Regions from separate parts of the Gossypium arboreum genome. Here region 2 is linked to region 1. The links are chromatin contacts, called in public Hi-C maps. All regions are on one chromosome and are shown on one strand. Each heading gives the region's core, a stretch centred on a gene start, on an enhancer-like site or on the middle of the called end of the contact. The rest is flanking DNA. Distances are from core to core; before and after follow the strand shown. Region 1 overlaps LOC108489604 (signal peptide peptidase-like 5). Region 2 holds the start of LOC108489447 (histone-lysine N-methyltransferase ATX2-like).

What was found. A called contact is a pair of places that touch in the nucleus more often than the background predicts.
Region 2: a Hi-C map of leaf shows a contact between it and region 1, with 2.6 times the contacts expected there. The contact joins the promoter of LOC108489447 here to the enhancer-like site in region 1. A contact is called at or near these places in 2 of 5 Hi-C or Micro-C datasets (both in leaf).

Annotation. Positions count from the first base shown.
Region 1 is chr10:39,296,647-39,301,726 of ASM2569848v2, reverse strand. LOC108489604 (signal peptide peptidase-like 5) reads right to left here. Exons shown (of 14, transcript XM_017794264.2): 12 at 5,068-5,080; 13 at 3,871-3,954; 14 at 3,174-3,728. The coding sequence ends at 3,628. Among protein-coding and RNA genes, the nearest start is that of LOC108489604, 14 kb to the right of the region's middle. Within about 2 kb of position 2,591, at least 2 of the 2 cell types and tissues checked have an H3K27ac peak or open chromatin away from gene starts, as enhancers often do. A contact at or near this core is called in leaf, where this site is marked.
Region 2 is chr10:39,408,305-39,413,983 of ASM2569848v2, reverse strand. It overlaps LOC108489447 (histone-lysine N-methyltransferase ATX2-like), which reads right to left and starts at 3,224. Exons shown (of 25, transcript XM_017794001.2): 1 at 2,475-3,224; 2 at 2,014-2,065; 3 at 1,854-1,928; 4 at 1,505-1,724; 5 at 886-1,009; 6 at 672-776; 7 at 1-130. The coding sequence starts at 3,004.

The sequences.
Region 1 (5,080 bases), core at 1,342-3,841:
AAGTCCGGTAATGCCTCGTATCCGGTCCCAGCGTCAGACACGAGTAGGGGGTGTTACAGAAATCAAGGAGGAGTGTTGGAGTTGGTCTCCATGCAGCACATACAGCCAAGAAGCACAGCCAAGGAGCAGCACATGCACTCGAGCCATGCATGCAGCAACTGAAGTTCAATGTTGCTATCCAATTTGAACTTGTTTTGTTACTTCAAGTCATATTTTTGTAATTAAGTTAGAATTGAACTTAGTTGGTAACTCTTTCTTGATGTAAATAAGTGTTGATTGACTGAAAATTCAGCAAAGCAACATGTACAAGTTAATTTAGCAAGTTTCAATGTAATTTAGTGGTGTTAGGTAGTTGTTTAGGTGAAAACTTGTTTGTATTGACCAGCTTGTCTGGTGTATGTAACGGCATAATGCCTTTGTTTTTTAATGAAAATCTATCAGATTTCATCCATATACTCCAACTATTTCCTTTTCTTTCAATTCTGTTCTTGAATTCTGTTTTTGTTTCTTCTTCAAGTCTCGAGTCTTGCTGCTCAAGTCAAAGCTGAACTTGTTTGCACTCTGTTCATAACACCAACAGAACGAGACGACCACTATTAAATGAAGATATAAAATAATTACAGAGATTCATATAATTCCTAGCACATTTATCAAATTCTACTTATGGATTGGGTTTATATCCATATACAGTTAAAAGCTGATAGGAGATACATAATAATAAAAGAATTCTGTCAAAGTTTCCACTTAATGCATCAGCTTTTCTCTTAAACCTATTAGTTTAATTGGAGCATCTCGAAGGCTTATTCAGCCAACCACAAAATGATAAATATTACAGGCAAATAGTTGTACAGTGCAATTTACAGAAAGGTGATCGGAAAAATAGCAGTGAAGGAAGAGGTATAAAAAAGCAAGAGGATTCCATGGTTTACCTGAGAAAAACATTGGTGTGCCTGCCTTGGCTTACAGGATAGTTAGAGAGTTTTAAATGTACAATGATGGCGCAAGATTCATGCATAATTATTCCCTCTCAACAGCCTCAGCCACTAGTAGAGGCTATCACCTTTATGGACTGTGATTTATTAAAAGCCGCTGAAGATGGTGACATGGAACTTTTTAACAGTACCATGGCGATCTTCATTGTCTGCTCGACGGAAGGCGCAACACAGCTCTCCATATCTACTCTATAAACCGTAGGATGCAAACTAGTACTTAAAACTTATATAAGGTTCCTGTGTTACCGGGACTGGGAACCCAAAGGAGAGTTCTCCCTTCATTTCGCGGAACAACTGGTGGACAAGTGCCCATCACTGTTGCTTGAACCCAATGATAACAGGAGAAATCCCATTGCATATTGCAGCTCGACATGGTCATTACAAAAATGTCAAATTCCTTATTGAACGCGGCAAAGTAATGCCACAACTACATGAAGACCTGGAGAATTCGGAAGCAAGTGGTAGCTGTTGGAGGACGATGCTGAGAATGAAGGATAAGGCGGACAATACTGCTTTCCATATGGCTGTTGAATGTCCTCTGGATGACATTGATGTGGTGCGACTGCTGGTGTAGGAATTGGAATTGGATCCTGAGTTTTCATTGTCTGCTAATAAAAGCGGTGAGACTCCACTCTACATAGCTGCCATGACAAGTTATGGTGCGGTGGCTGAGATATTGGATCATTGAAAATCTGTAGATTATGGAGGCCCTGAAGATAACCACTTTGCATGCAGCCATAGGCGGCGGGGATAATAAAAGTAAGCTAAAATATCGAGTTTCTTTTAAAGCATTTGCATTAGACACACTGAAGTATCAATATAAAATTTGGTATAGGAACAATTGAAAGATTAGTAAAAGCAAAAAAGTAATTAACAACGGCAACAGACAAGAAAGGGCGGACTCCGTTTCACTACGCCGCGCATTTCGGCAGCTATTCAGCTGTAGAACAGTTGTTGGAAATGAATGCATCGGCAGCTTACGTAAGGGATAAAGAGAGAGATGACGGAGCTTCACATGGCAGCTTGGGTAGGCAACGCAAACATCATGCAACACATAATCTCCCATTGTCCCGCAAGCTGCGAAATCGTGGACGAAAGAGGCTGGAATTTCCTTCACTATGCCGCGGTGGCTTTGAAAGAGAGAATTTCGTACGCTTTTACAGGGCAGCGATGTGACACAGAAGCACAATTCAGAATCTTTTCTATGAAAAGGATGTCAATGGGAACACGCCGTTGGATGTCTTTTCCATGTTTTTGCATTCTGGACCCTCTGCTGCTTCGTCTAATGTGTTAACTTCCCTTGAACTTAAAGGGTTCGAAAAATCAATGGCCGATTCGGATCCCAATTAAGAAAATAAGTAGGTGAATGGGTCTACTGAATATATACAGACAAAATGGAAAATACTTGAAAAGAAAATTAAAACCTTTTAATTGGTTTCGTTTTTACCGTGGTGTTTAAAGAGTGTCACTGATATAAATATTTTATTCCATATAATTTGATATTGCAGAAACAGATGCGCGAAATATTGAAAGAAATAGGGAATAATGCAGGCGTGGAAGGGATCCGACCTCACAAATCCTTCCGTTAGAATATGGGGAAGGATAATAATCCCTCGACCTTGAAGGAAGTAGTAGATAAATTGAGAGAAACCCATTTGTTGATGGCAGCGCTTGTAGCAACCGTCGCATTCACTGCTGCCATTGCCGTACCTGGTGTATACAAGGCTGATGATAAGGGCACTGTCGTTGAGGGCACTGCAATATTGAGTCACAACTCCGCCTTTAAAACCTTCGTTATGACAAATGCGATGGCATTTGTATCCTCACTCCTAGCCATTTTCCTTCACTTTCTCAGCGTCTTCATTTTCCTTGGTTCTAAAATGCATTCTAGTGACGGATGGCTTAACTGTTTTCACAATGGCAGCCATGGTTGTTTCTTCCAGGGCAGGCTCTAATGCAGTGTTGGAACCTTCAATAGGCATTGCCATTGCCACTTGTTCCATTGGCCTCACCTTCCCCTTTTCTCTCATTCTGCCTTTTCTAATCTACTATTTCTTTAAACGAAATTACTAGCATCCTTGTAGTTTCGTCTTGGATTTTTACTATATTTCTTAGACATTTATGTTTGGTTCACCCATTTTCTAAATAAATAAACTCTAATTGAATTTATACTCGTCATAATCGAAGGAACATAAATGAATATATTTATATATATAATTATAGTCTTCTCTTATCACAACTTTGTACAACATGCCACTCCATGTCGGCAATGGCATAAGTTAAATATAAATTGACAAAATAAAATAAAAAATAAAAAATAAAAAAGTAGGCAAATTACCTTAAAGTGGAAGTTATGTAAGTAACATCTGTCTGCCCACAATTTTTGCTGAAACAAAATATGACAATCATTATAAATTCCAGAATATTACAACATTAGCAGCAATGTGATCATCACTACATATACAATACAAGAGACAGGAATGTAAATTAGAATGGCAAGTTGACCTTAAAAAACTTAAGCCGTGACTTTTCGTCGACCCTGTACTCCTTGTATAGATAGCACCGTAACCATCTTTTTAAACCATTAGTTAGTTTTGGATGATCAGGATTGCCACTTTGAAGAAAATTACAGGTTTCAAACTTCTGCAGTGGGATTTATCATGGCAGATGACTTGCTGCTGTAACCCCAGAGCGCTTTCAAATCTCCTCTTATTGCAGCTAATACAACTGTAACTCCTGAAAAAGAAAAAGAAACAAATCATGAAAGAGAAAGGGAAAGGAAAGAAAAGAGTTTAAAACAAGAACGGATATAACATCCTTTCAGACAAGCAAGCTACAAGAAGTAGCCTGCTGGGGTGGAATCGTAAACTTTCGTTACCTAGTGTACAAGGAACGAGATAGAGGAGTGCTGGCTGACCGTTCCCGTTCATCAGGTATAAGCCTAGGTATGTAAAGAAGAGGCCTGCAATATGTGAATTGAAACTACTAAGTACCAGTATATAGCTTTGTTATTTTGTTCTTATCAAACTAGCTTTCCAACCAACTAAATACAAAAACACACAAAAACAAGGTTATTTCGTACTTTCAAGTTACAGAATATAACATGTTGTCACAGTCCACACCAACCTGCAAGGTATTGTCCAATTCGATCCATTAGGCCTCACGGTTTTGCCTAAAAAAAGGCTTCAAGAAGGTGGTGTAAACACTTATATTGCAAGACCAAATCTAATATACAGCGGATGCAAAATTCATGGTTTCTCTCTAGAACCATGACATCCTCCCCCACACAACTTGCAAGGTAATGTTTGCTTCGGCCCATTGGGCCTTACAATTTTGTCCACAAAAGGCACCTTACAGGTTGAAAGTAGCATGAACACACATATCTCAAGACCAACCCTAGTACATCGATATGGGATTCATTGCTCCTCTTAGGACCATGACACCGAGCAACCTACATGATGCATGAAAATATACAAATTCGTTTCCCTAGATCAACAATCACATTTCAAAAACTAGAACCTAATGGTAACATTACATGTCTACATGTGTGTTAATGATGGTCTGATCCTTTTCCAATTTTCCCTTCAAGAGGAAACTTCTTCAGCATAAAACCATATGTATTCCAGAAAAAAAAAATCAACTTGATATGATAAAGTAGGTAATTCAACAGGCAAATATATTCAGGTTTTAATTTGGTATGATTTTGAAACAAATAAAAGTAATTCCAATACTTCTCGTACTTACATGCCAATAAATCACAAAACTCTCTTTGCAGGTAATGTTATAATCGGATATTAAAATCTAATCAAATATAATTACATAACTAAGCAATGTTGGCCTGAAGACTTGCATTTGCATTGGATAAAAATGTCATGATCTGAAATCATAGAACAATGCAGGCTAAAAGCATCACTGAAAACATTTGCAGGTAAATTAGACGACCAGAAATTGCAAAGAAAAACAAAAAAATCAGCCAATCTCGTTTTAAACTTGAGAGCAAGTTCTATGAAACTATTATTGACTATAGTAAAGAAAAAAACAATAGCTTAGAGAACGATGGTGCATGCACACTCACCAAATCCATAGCC
Region 2 (5,679 bases), core at 1,975-4,474, 110 kb before region 1:
ATCTTTTTTTAGGTGATCATCAATAGAATCTTTACCTCCTTCATCTTCACTACTTGCTTCACCACCATCCACAACAATTCCATTTTGCAGTTGTAACATTCTTCTTGGAAGCTTCTGTTCACAAAGAAAGCTGTTCGTACGAAAAGATGGAAGCATCTAACTATTAGCTCTTGCACAAAATTGCAAGAGTAAAAAGCTATGCTATTATTGTATATGTAACTTTCAAAGGCATATTTATTGAAACAAAATTTTAAGGGAATGGTACAACTAGAAAGAGAGAGGGTACCACAAAGGAGAATAAAGAGATTGATTCCATTGAACCAAACTTAAAGTAATAATCAAAAGCATAAACGCCAATGGATCATTTAAATAGGATAACAGTCCCCAGGGCTACAAGCAAAAGCATAAAAGTGAAGAACTGGAGCAAATATGATTAGGAGGCTTATGCAATTAGCTTAGATGAGCATCATTTTCAATTCATTCACAATGTTAGCCTAGGCTATGCTTTACAAATGGAAAAGGTGTGAGCAGACAGTGGAAACAGTTGCTAAAGACATGTTAATCTCATTGGAACCAGAACAGCATATATATTTGAAGAAAAGATAATTGTTTACTACATTCTTTTTCATAACTTGAACTAATGAACTTCCTACCAAATAAAAATAACTTACAGTCTGGCTTCCTCCAAGCCCCTAGAAAAACGAGGTTTCTTGCACTTTCGATGGAATGATGAAAGAAGTCCCTTAAGAAATGAGACCACCTGTTTCAATTTGATTCTGACAATTACAAAAGGAACTGAGGAAATCAGCTATCAAGAGATATAAGTCTAGCATCCATGTAAAACAAGAACCTTATATGTCTCGCAAGATTAAAATACGTATAAACCTTGCAAAATCATGGGTGCCAAAAAATTGCACTGGAACTGATCTTCCACCAGAAATCTTGCTCAAACCTTTACGGTCACCAAGAAGTGATTCATCTACCACAATTGCTGGCCACATTGCGTGACCTGCACTAAAAGCTTAAAAGATAAGCTTATGAAAAATATACAGACAAATTGGTATTGACTCAAAAGGAATTTAACTCATTACTAAAAACATTAAGATATATTTATAGCACCAGAACCCAGAGATATACAAAGACCTGTTCTCAAAATCTGAAGAAAATTGCAAAACCGTATAGAAAAAATCAATATGCATTACTTGGCTGACGTATGCAAACGCTACAACAAAAAATGATAGAATTCATAGATACAGAAAAAATGAACTGCTACAAAAAACTAAAGCATATGACCATTGGAGACTATGAATGAAGTAGTCCTCACAAATATGTCCCAACTACCAGGTTCACCTCAAACAAATTACCCCAAAACATATCATAGCCAATAATCAATGACAAGTGGACAATCCTTAACATTTCATGTCATGACATTAAAACACCTTCTATAGTAACTTGTAACTATGTCTGATTAACATAATATGAATCAGATGGATTTAGCACAAACCAGTAAGTTTTGCCCATATAATATCCCCAGGTTCAAGTTCTTGACAGTCATCTCGACTGGCAGCCAATGCAACCATCTCATCATAATCATGGTCATCATCTTTTGTACTATCAACACTGAAACTCAAGTTCAAGCGCTCCATCTCTTCATGAGAAACATGAAACTTCAGTCTCTCGTTAGAAAGAATCAAATCCTCCTCATCTCCATCAACATATTCAACCTGCATTTGAATTTGTCAAATAATGAACAAACTGGTCCATGAAATAAAGTATCTTTTACACCATTAAATGCCAAAATAAATTCTATATCATATAGAGTGAAAATGCTAAAAATAATATGACAGGCATACATGATGTCTATTAGTCTCCAAATTGTACCCAACAACTCGACCCAAGTACCAATCAGCATCCAAAGGCCAAAAAACCTGTAATCCATAAAAATTTATGTCAAGACGTATGTAAATGAAATGTCTAAAAGTTGCAACTTCAAAGAGGCATCAAAATGCTTGCCTTGCATTGCAATCCAATGAATGCTTTTGGATCAACACCATCAAAACTCAACCTATTCAAGTTACAACTTTTCCGGTTAATATAAGCAAATATATAATCTGTATTTAGAAACGAGAAAGGAGGAAAAACTCAAACAAATGCCTTTTGCATCAAGCTTGCAGCCATCTAAACCCAATTTACTATTGACTTTTAGCTATTGCTTTAGCTACTTTGGTTTCCACTCCAAAAAAAAATGTCAGAAAGCAAAATCATGATTGCTTATAAATAAAGCAAAAAAAAAAAACCATATATATTGTATAGCAGCAACGACAATTCCAAATCAATAGTCTCATATCACATTAAATCATGCATGTGTGTGTGTTCGCATTGCACCCAAATCGAATTTTTTGTCTCGCATAAGGGAACAAGAGTCAGTAGCAAATACTTGATTTTGAAAAAAATAAGAACAAAGAAAAACTGACCTGACCCATTTCTTAGCAGTAGCAGAAGCAGTGAAACCCCGCTGAGAGTTCAGAGTAGAATTATGCTTCCTTTTCTTAATAGAATTACTATTCACATTATTATTCACACTACAATTATTTCTACAATCCCTCAAACGCGGGCGATCCGACTGACACAAAACACTCGAATCAATCCCTAAATTGGCTAACTCATTACTCCCAATCCTCCTCTTTTTCCTCAAACTCTCATCAATTTCACTTTTGATGGCTGTTTTTTGGCTCTCTCCTTCGAGCAAGGAGTCGTAGAAAGAGACGCATTGGCGAGGCCTTTTAAGGCGGCGAGAGTAGACATGCACGACCGGGGGATTGTGGGTTTTGAGGGGGTGATCGTTGTCGACGATGAGTTTACGAGCTTTGACCTTCTTGGACATGACGTTGGATGAGTTAGTGGCGCTTACGCAAAGAGAAGCGGAGGAGTAGACACGGTCCAAGGAAACGTAGCGAATCGGAGTGTCGGCGTCTTCCTCATCTCCTTTTTCGGGAAATGCCATCGATGGGAGGAACTGTTGGGGCGTGGAAATGTGGGGTTATGGGGAGGAGAGAAAGGAAACAAAAACCAGAGTTTAGGGTTTTAAATGGGGATTTGGGGGAATTTGGAGGGAGAGGTGAGCTGTGGCTTTCTTTTTTTATATATGGATATATATTTTGGCCCCAAAAATATCGCTTTCCCGCCGAGGAAGTACAATTGGCGTTGAGCACCTTTTACCTGTTAAATATGAACTGAAAGTGAAGGACTACAAATTATAATGGGTTAATTCACTATTTAGTTCTGTAACTTAATAATTGTTTTCACATTTGGACTGAAGGTTTTTTATTTAAGTTAATCCATGTATTTGGAAATTATTCCCACGTTAACACCTAAACCCTTTTTTAGTCTAACTTTTTAAAGAAAAATAAATGTTAACTTAGTTAATAAAAATTTAAAATATCAATACGAGAATAATTATCAATTATAAATATTAATTTGAACCAAAAAAATTTCATGACTTTATTGTGTGAACAATTTCCAAGTTCTTGAAAAAAATCAAACTTCAATGTAAAAATTTGTCAAATTTTCACCCTAAATAATAAACCCAATGTAATTAATCTTCACAAAATATTCAAAACGTGTGGTCTAATTCCATGCTCCATCCTTCTAGATTATGAAAATTTTATGACCGCTAAGAATTTTTTTTACTTTCATTAATTAGAATTTAATATTTGTATTTTACTAAAATGAAAAATAAACATTTATATTATTATTTAAACTATTGATTAAGTTAGTGTCACGAATCCACGAATATTAATTTAATTAAGAAAATTAGTAAACTATTCTTACATAACTGAAATAAGTTATATTCTTACAATAATACTTTTCTCCGTATATTTTAAAATAAAACCAATAATAAATTACAAATGATGAGATTTAAATTATGTTCAATTTTAGTGTTACAACAAAAGCTTATATTGATTTAAGTATTTGCTCGCAGAGCTTTCATACCAAAATTTAAAATTATGTTAGAAATTATATGGACAATATAATTTTTATATAATTTTTATGGTAAAAAAACAACTTTACAATGACAACTCACAAAATATTTTAGCAACTAATTTTTGTGAAGTGTGCCTCGTATTTCGAATAAAATAAAGCTGATGTTGTGACGATAGTGATGAGAAAGAGCCGACAATGACACGCCACACCGCCTCCTGACGAGAAGAACTCATCGTCCCGACGATGTGATGCCTGGCGTCCCGATGAGCTGAACACAATGTACGACGTGCTCCTTACTTAAATCGGGTTTCTTCTCTTAGTTAAACTCTATTGTATTTTCCCAGTCTAACTCTAATTATTCTAGGGATGTTTTAGTCATATTTGTACAAGAAATTCAGCCTATAAATAGCCTTTTTAGCAACCCTAGATAGTTTAGAATAACAACAACAAAATTAAGAGAGTTTGTGAGAATTTCAGGAAATTTTTGTATTTCGAGTTCAAGGTTTATTTTTTTCTTCATCTTGTACTCCCCTTTCGATTTTTGCTGGTTTTAGTGAAGTTTTCCTTACCCGTGGTTTTTTATCCTCTTCGGAGGGGTTTTCCACATAAATATTTGTGTCCAATTTTCTCAGTTTTCGTTCGTGTTCGTTGCATAATTCGAGTTCAAATCTACAATTTTTTATAATTCTTCTTTCACAATAAGCAATGGAATGTTAGAAAGCATTCACAATTTTAGTATTCAACCTTTCAAATTTTTCCTTTTTCATTTGGATTTAACATTTCTTACTCTTTGGCCATAAAGAACTATTTATGTTTGGTAAGGAAGCTTTTGTAGTGTAGACGAGGCTCTAGCACATTTAGGATCTGTGTCTGTGTAACATCCTAATTTTGGGCCTAGTCGGGATAATGGTTTCGAGACCACAAATCTGAAGTAGAAATAATTATTTTATGAATGTGTTGGGGGCTATGATATATATTGCATGATTGTATGAAAGTTTCATTAAGAAATTTTGTTGATAAAGTGTCCAATTTGATTTTTAGGACTAAACTGCAAAAGTTGCAAAATATGTGATTCTAGAAGCTTTAAGCATGAAATAGCTATGGATTATTAACTAGAGATCCATAAATAGTAATTTGACCAATTTCTATTTTTATGGACAAAAAAAGACATGAATAGGTAAAATTTTAAAGTTTAGTAAAAAGGGCATTTTGGTCATTTGGTAAATAAAAGAATAAAAAGGGAAAACAAAGCCAAAATTTGTCCATCTTCTTCAACCCTTGGCTAAATTTCATAAGGGACTCCATAGCTAGGGTTTTGTCACTTTCAAGCTTGATAGTAAGTACATCCTAGCCCCATTTTTAATGTTCTTTACATTTTTAAAGTTGTTTTCTATCGATCTAGCCATTTCTACCATTTATTTGAGCTAGGGTTGATGTCTAGGGTTTGAACCATGTGTGACATGCATGAATTTTGATGTTTCATGGTAGATTATGAAAGGTTGATGTGTGATAAACAACTTTTACTAAGTGATTTCTCATGAAAACACCTAAAAATGACCTATTTGTAAAAGTTGTAAAATGGGTAGTAAAAATCTGATTTGATGAAACATGTGGGCTGATTTAAGCATATATGTGGGTCGGCTAGGCTTGAGTAACAAAGAAATTGAATGCATTTCATTTTACGAGTCTAAGGAC